Linked DNA regions of Gossypium arboreum: region 2 is linked to region 1. The links are chromatin contacts, called in public Hi-C maps. All regions are on one chromosome and are shown on one strand. Each heading gives the region's core, a stretch centred on a gene start, on an enhancer-like site or on the middle of the called end of the contact. The rest is flanking DNA. Distances are from core to core; before and after follow the strand shown. Region 1 holds the start of LOC108482162. Region 2 holds the start of LOC108480976 (protein WHAT'S THIS FACTOR 1 homolog, chloroplastic).

Region 1 (3,334 bases), core at 597-3,096:
TTTTTTTTTCTTTTTTAGATTGAGATATCTCTAAAAGTACTAGAGGTAAAAAGAAAAAAGAAAAATAAAAAAGTATGGGAGAAAGGGACTTAATCAAAATAAAAAACAAAAGGGAGGTGAGATGCTATTGCTTAATTAAAAACGTAAACAATCCTTGTGAATTAAGCCAGCCAATGCCAATCCCCATCAATTCCTTCAATTTCTCCAATATTCATGCTGTGAATCACAACAATACATATCAATAAAACAAAATTTAAAAAAAAATCTCAAGGACTGATCTATTTCACTCAATTTCTTAAGAAAAGCCCATGCGTTAAGCTTTAATGGGCCTTTTTGGGCTCTTACAGCCAGAAGCTTTTGTAAGCATGAAGGCACGGCATCCATTGGGTGCAACTTTATTATGTTTTACAGAAAACGAGGCAAATTTGACTCTTTTCTTGGTAAGAATCAGGTAAATTACTGCATTTTACCAAATTTTGACCCTCAATTAGATCCAATTTGAGAGAGTTTCTAAATTTCCAATGTATGAATGAGCATAGTGAAAAAATCGTAATTTATACGTTCTGAAACACTTGTTTTATGTTTTTGAAAATCTGGGTACTTACCAAGGTAAGGCAGAATCAGAATCCTGGAAGTAAGAATCTGGGAAAAGATTATTGAAATGGTGGTGCTGCAAGCCACAGTCATTTGCATTCAACCAGGCAGGGAGTTCCATGACTTGATCAAATGGTTGGTGGTACCCATCATCCTCACCTTTCACTTCATTCCCATCTTCCATACTCTTCAAGAACTTGAACCACCATGCTGATGTTACCAAATTCACAGTGTCGTTCCACTCCATTTGATGCTGCTCTCCTAATGATCTCATCTCCGCCATTCCCTCATCGTCCATAGCTTGATGCAGGCCTCCCCCACCGTAGGATGCTGTTGAATTGGCCATAGTCCCAGGCCCCACTTCATGTGACACTGCAACTGAAGGCACATCTTCAGTTGCAACTGATAGAGTTGGGGAAGATGAGGATGATGAAGATGAGTAGATTGATGGGTTATTACTGTTATGGTAAAGGTTGGAGTCTATGTTGAAATCGTGAAAGTTAAGGTTTAGACCTAGGGTTTGGTCTGGTAGGTTCAAAGTGTGTGCAGTGGATGTAAAAGGACTTGGAGAAGAAGGAGGCCAACTATAGGAATGGGAAAAATAGTCTAAATTATAGGTAGACAAGTTGTTTGTTTTTGGTTCTTGCTCAAAAGGTTGTGGGAATGAAGGAGAAGGCTGAAGCGACCGTGATGATTGCTCTTCTTGTTGCTGTTCATTGGCTTGTTTCATGGCAGCTCTGTGGAACTTGAGTGCAGTGACAATTTCTCTCCTAGCTTCAGCCATGTTAAGCATCCTTTGTTGGTAAGGCCTGCGGGTATGAAATCTCCTCCGAACCTGTTTCTTTAGTTGTTTAGGTGGTGGGTTTGGTTCCACCTGGCTCTGTGTCTGTGGTGTAGCACTAAAACCCTCACCAAATTTGCTCAAAATTTGGCCATTAACGCAATCAGGGTCTTTGGCACTTCTGGAAGTGGTGAGTTGTTTAACCAGGCTACGAATGTAAGCACCAGAGAGCTGAGGAGTCTCATCTTTGTGACTGTTTCTAATTCTATCAATTTCCATTCCTTCTTTTGCTTCTTGCTTGGAACATCGACCCTTCATATCTAACTTTTATTTTTTTTTCCAACTTAGTACCGTAGAAAGAGAAAGGTGGTTTGAAAGATCATGGGGGTGTTATTTTTTCCTCAAAAAATCTAAAAGGCAATGTACAGAAATGCAGAGAGAGGTGCAGGAGACTGAAGTTTCACAAAGGAAGGGGGTGTTATAAATACAAGCTGACCTAGGGTTTGTAAATTGTTTTGGATTTTTCCTTGTTTTGGCAATCAACACTTGTTACCCTTTATTTACATGTTTGTTTTAGGCTTACTACTTTCCTTTACTAAACTGCCCTCCTCTTTCAACTACATTTACATTTCATTCATGCCTGGGAAGATCAATCCCGCAGTCCCACTTAATAATACACTGGGGTTTCATATGCTTTTATCTTACTTGCATGTGTCTAAAAAAAGACAAAAGAAACAGAAATGCGATGATGAAGCTTAAATATATTTTATTACATAGAAGGATTTGGTTGCTGTTGATCCTCATTATGTCAAAGGGGACAGCTTCTGAATTACTAGGCAGGATTCAGCAAATGGTCTCTTCTTCTCTTGGGTAAATTGGATTGATATTTTAGCATGTAATTTTTTCATTTTAACCGGTGATATATGTATGTGAGGGAATTTTAGGGCAAAAGCAAGGGTTATTCTGGTATCTTGTCTGAAAGTACGATGGGACCAGGCTATGCCTGTGAAGAACCTACACTTCCAAAAGTCTTAATACTACAACTACAAGAGATGACTGACAAAGGAATCTCCATTACTGTTGTAATGTAGCCTTTTTTTATATTTTGGAAAAATAGGAGAAAATTTCCAATATTTTGCTGTTTAAAAACAAAGAGATGGACAAGATTTTTAGACCCTTTCTGAAGACGTTGTTCAGAAAGTTAAAAGACAAGAATTTTCCATACCATCGTCTTCATCATCAATACTTTTACTCCAATTGCAGGTGGCTAGCAGCGTCTAAGATATGGCTTCTGTGGTTTTTATTCAACCCTTTCTGGCGCCAATAATAGTGAAAATAAAACATGGAGTAAGAGACATTGTTACTGCTGTCAATAATAGATATTATGTTTATTTTATATTTGTGTAGAATTTACACATGATTTTTGTAATAAATACCTCGTCACCTTTACTTCGTCTGGTCCCAACATCGTTTATGCAAAACAACTATGTCCCTCGTAGATGTATCCACGCTCGACACATTACATGTTTTTGGTCCACCTTGTGAAGGATATGTGTTTAGTTTCCTTTGCATGAAACACACGTGGGGTTTTATCTGCTCTATGTCAATTTCATTAATGTCTATTATACTCCCTAAGTAGCCAACCACAACAACACTAGCACAATCCACGTGTCTAGATCTAAGGCTAAAGAATGATCACCTTCGCCTATAAATACCTATTCTTAGTCTTGGTAGAGGTCTTCTTCTTCAATCATCCACCCTATGCTATATACTCTTTTATTATCCTCTTCCAACGGCTTTCAATACTTCTCCATTGTGTGAACTGCCATCCTTTCTTTTTACCTTTTTATAATCATCGACAATTGATGTGGTGAGTATGGACAATATGGTTCATCATGAGGGAACCATCCTTGGAAAACCCATTGTACCCTCCAATCCTACTACCTAGCTTGTTGGCCA
Region 2 (3,328 bases), core at 264-2,763, 190 kb before region 1:
TTATCTGAAAATTCGAATAAGAAAAGGTAAAACTATGTCGTTTTAATAAATGTTTATTTTTTCTAAAGTTAAAAGTAAAATTACGTTATTTTGATAAATATTTACTTATTAAATTAAAAGGTAAAACAATTATATTGTTTATATAGTTAAATAATCTTATACTTTGTCTATTATTTAAATAACCAGTCCATGTAAATGCAACATTGAATATAAATAATATGATTCGTTAATTCGACTTGACTTAACATGAAATTTTTTCACTCGATTCAATTCGAAAAAAATTCAAATTGAATTCAGTTGCTAAAATATGATTCATCAACTCAACTAATTCGAATTTTTTTAACTCGATTCGACTCGACTAAATCGAATACTCACCCTTGGAGCAACTCCAGGATTTCAATGAATCCAGAAGTAACTCGAGCAACAACAATAGCAGCACAGCCCGGACATGCAGCGAAGTGCAGACAATCCTAGTGACAGAAGTACTACAGCATACCCTCGGCCATCTGCTTCGCCTCTTTACGATTGAAAAAAAAAGCCAAAGTACATCTCCAGAGGTTCTGAAACAAGCTCCAGATCGGAGAGCATTCACCATTTTAGAACATTAGTGTAAAGTTTGTTTAAACGAATGTAAACTTAAAAACACCAATCTTCCCCACGCAACTTGCAAGTGCAAAACCCTTGAAACATGGGGTGCATATAAGTCCGATCAAAAATCCAAAAGATTTGGATGATCCGGGTTTAGGTTTTTTTCTTGTCATTTAGGGATTTTAATCTTGTCTTTCTGTTCTTTTAGATTTTCTTTAGTTTTTTTTTTCTTAGATTTGATTCAATGGGTTTATGTAGTGCGTAAATGGGTCGGGAGAATATTCATTTTTAAAAGGATAAACTCTAAAAATAAATATTTTTATTTGTCTCAAATTATATTTTAATCACTTATGTTTGAAATATTACATTATCATTTTGTTACGAAGTGGTCACTCTACCGCTAAACTCTATTACCTCCTTAATGATAGTCTTACGTGATAGTCTAAATGAATTTTAAATACCAACTTAGATGCCCTACGTGACCGTCCAAATTAAATTTATTTAATTAAAAACTTATTTTTACCCTAGCAACTAGATATTCAAGTCATTTAAAATCTATTTAGACTATCACGTAGGACTACTATTAGGGAGTTAGTAGAGTTTAACTGCAGAGTGATCAATTCGTAATAAAATGATAACGCGAGTAATTGAAAGTAACATTTCAAATATTAGTAACTAAAATATAATATGAGGTAAACAAAAGTGACTATTTTTGAAATTTATCCTTTTAAAAATTTAGATTAGATAGTTCAATAAGTGCTTGACATGCGTATATTTTATTTTTAATATATTTATCTTTTTATTTCCATTTTGCCACGTCAGATGTTTAGACCAAAAGTGCTAATACTATTAATTATTGTCTTTTATTTATTCACTTTTAAAATTAAATTAATAAGGATTAATTTGCTCAATTTCGAAATTGAGAGGGATTGAAAAGTTGTTTTTACCTAAAATATTTCACAAAATATTTCACGCCTGTTAAATGGACGATTAGTGACAAGTGCTCTGCCTCCGCAAGGTTTTGATTGCCGTCATCGCCGCCGTCTATTATTCCTTCCAACGTCTTCATCCTCTCCACTTTCCTTGCCTTCACTGGTCTCGCTTAATCCCTCAAGCTCCACACTTTGGTACTTTCCCTTTTTCTTTTTCTATTTATTGGCTTAGGCATGCGGTGAAAGAGAAAAACCCCACCAAATTCCCCTACTGACATTTTTCAGAAACTTCTGATAGTCTATCCATACTTCCAGGAAGCTTGAAAAAGCAATAAAGCTTAAGCAATGGCCATTCCGTTTATTATAAACAAAGTTTTGTTGAATAAATCCGTCCATATCCAGCGACTACTTTCTAACCACCACCATATGCTTGATCTTTTGTCAATGAGAAGGATGTGGTACCAACAAACCATGTTTGGGTGGTTTCAAATCAAACCAATGACTTCCAGTAGACGAGTCCAAGACCGTAGCAAGAACAAAAGAATTCACTATCTCGAAATTGTAAAAGAGAAATGGAAAATATTATCAAAAGTACTGTTTTTGATGGAACTTTTAAAGAAAGAAACAGAGATGGTTATCCCCTTAAGGTCATTGGACAGATACAGGAAGCAACTTAATTTGCCAAAACCACATAAAATAACTGATTTTATTAGGAAATGTCCCAAGTTGTTTGAATTATACAAGGATCAAAGGGGAACCTTATGGTGTGGAATGACTAAAGAAGCTGAGGATTTGTTGGAAGAAGAGGAAAGGCTGATTGAGGAACAATCAACCAAAGCTGTTGAGTATGTTACTAGGATTTTAATGATGTCAGTTGATAAAAGGATTCAGTTAGATAAGATTGCTCATTTTAGGAGAGATTTTGGTTTGCCAATTGAGTTTAGGACCAAGTGGGTGAATCAGTATCCCCAACATTTTAGGGTGGAAAAATCTAAAGATGGGGTTGAGTTTTTGGAGCTTGTAAATTGGAATCCTGCTTGGGCTATTACAGAGTTGGAGAAAAGAACATTGGGTTTGAATGATGGGATTGGACGTGAACCGGGTATAATTTCTTTGCCTTTTCCTTTGAAGTTCCCTCCTAACTACAAAAAGGTGTATAGACATGGAGGGAAGATTGAGCATTTTCAGAAAAGGTCTTATTTGTCTCCCTATGCAGCTGCTAGGGAGCTGAAAGCGGGGTCATTGGAATTTGATAAGAGGGCGGTTGCAGTTATGCACGAGTTACTTAGCTTTACCATTGAGAAGAGATTGGTGACTGACCATCTCACTCATTTTCGACGGGAACTTGTGATGCCACAGAAATTGATGAGGCTTCTTTTGAAGCATTTTGGCATCTTTTATGTTTCTGAAAGGGGGAAGAGGTTTAGTGTCTTCTTGACTGAAGCTTATGAAGGTTCTGAGCTGATTGAGAAATGCCCATTGTTGCTTTGGAAGGAAAAGGTCCTGAGCTTTATTGGTTATAGAGGAAAGAAGAAAGAGGTTCCTACTTTCAGTGACCTGTCAGACATGGAGGAAAGGGATATAATTGAGGAAAAGGATATAATCGAGGGTGATACTGAGATGGAAGACACATGTGCAGATTTTGAGGAAGAAGAAATCATGGGTGGTTTAGATGCTGTTTCACCTACTAATGATGATGAGTTGGAGATTTCTCATGTTTGCAATTCATACAAAGGCACTAGTTAAACTTGAGGTTATTTTCTTTTGCACGGTTAGTTTTTGTGTCACTTCAGTCAAGTTTGAAAGTT

Evidence for each region. Hi-C and Micro-C count contacts between places; a contact is called where the count stands out from the background.
Region 2: a contact with region 1 is called in a Hi-C map of leaf, with 3 times the contacts expected there. The contact joins the promoter of LOC108480976 here to the promoter of LOC108482162 in region 1. A contact is called at or near these places in 2 of 5 Hi-C or Micro-C datasets (both in leaf).

Annotation. Positions count from the first base shown.
Region 1 is chr6:117,601,471-117,604,804 of ASM2569848v2, reverse strand. It overlaps LOC108482162, which reads right to left and starts at 1,846. Exons shown (of 2, transcript XM_017785275.2): 1 at 606-1,846; 2 at 1-216. The coding sequence starts at 1,693. The coding sequence ends at 162.
Region 2 is chr6:117,793,508-117,796,835 of ASM2569848v2, reverse strand. It overlaps LOC108480976 (protein WHAT'S THIS FACTOR 1 homolog, chloroplastic), which reads left to right and starts at 1,513. Exons shown (of 3, transcript XR_001870731.2): 1 at 1,513-3,273.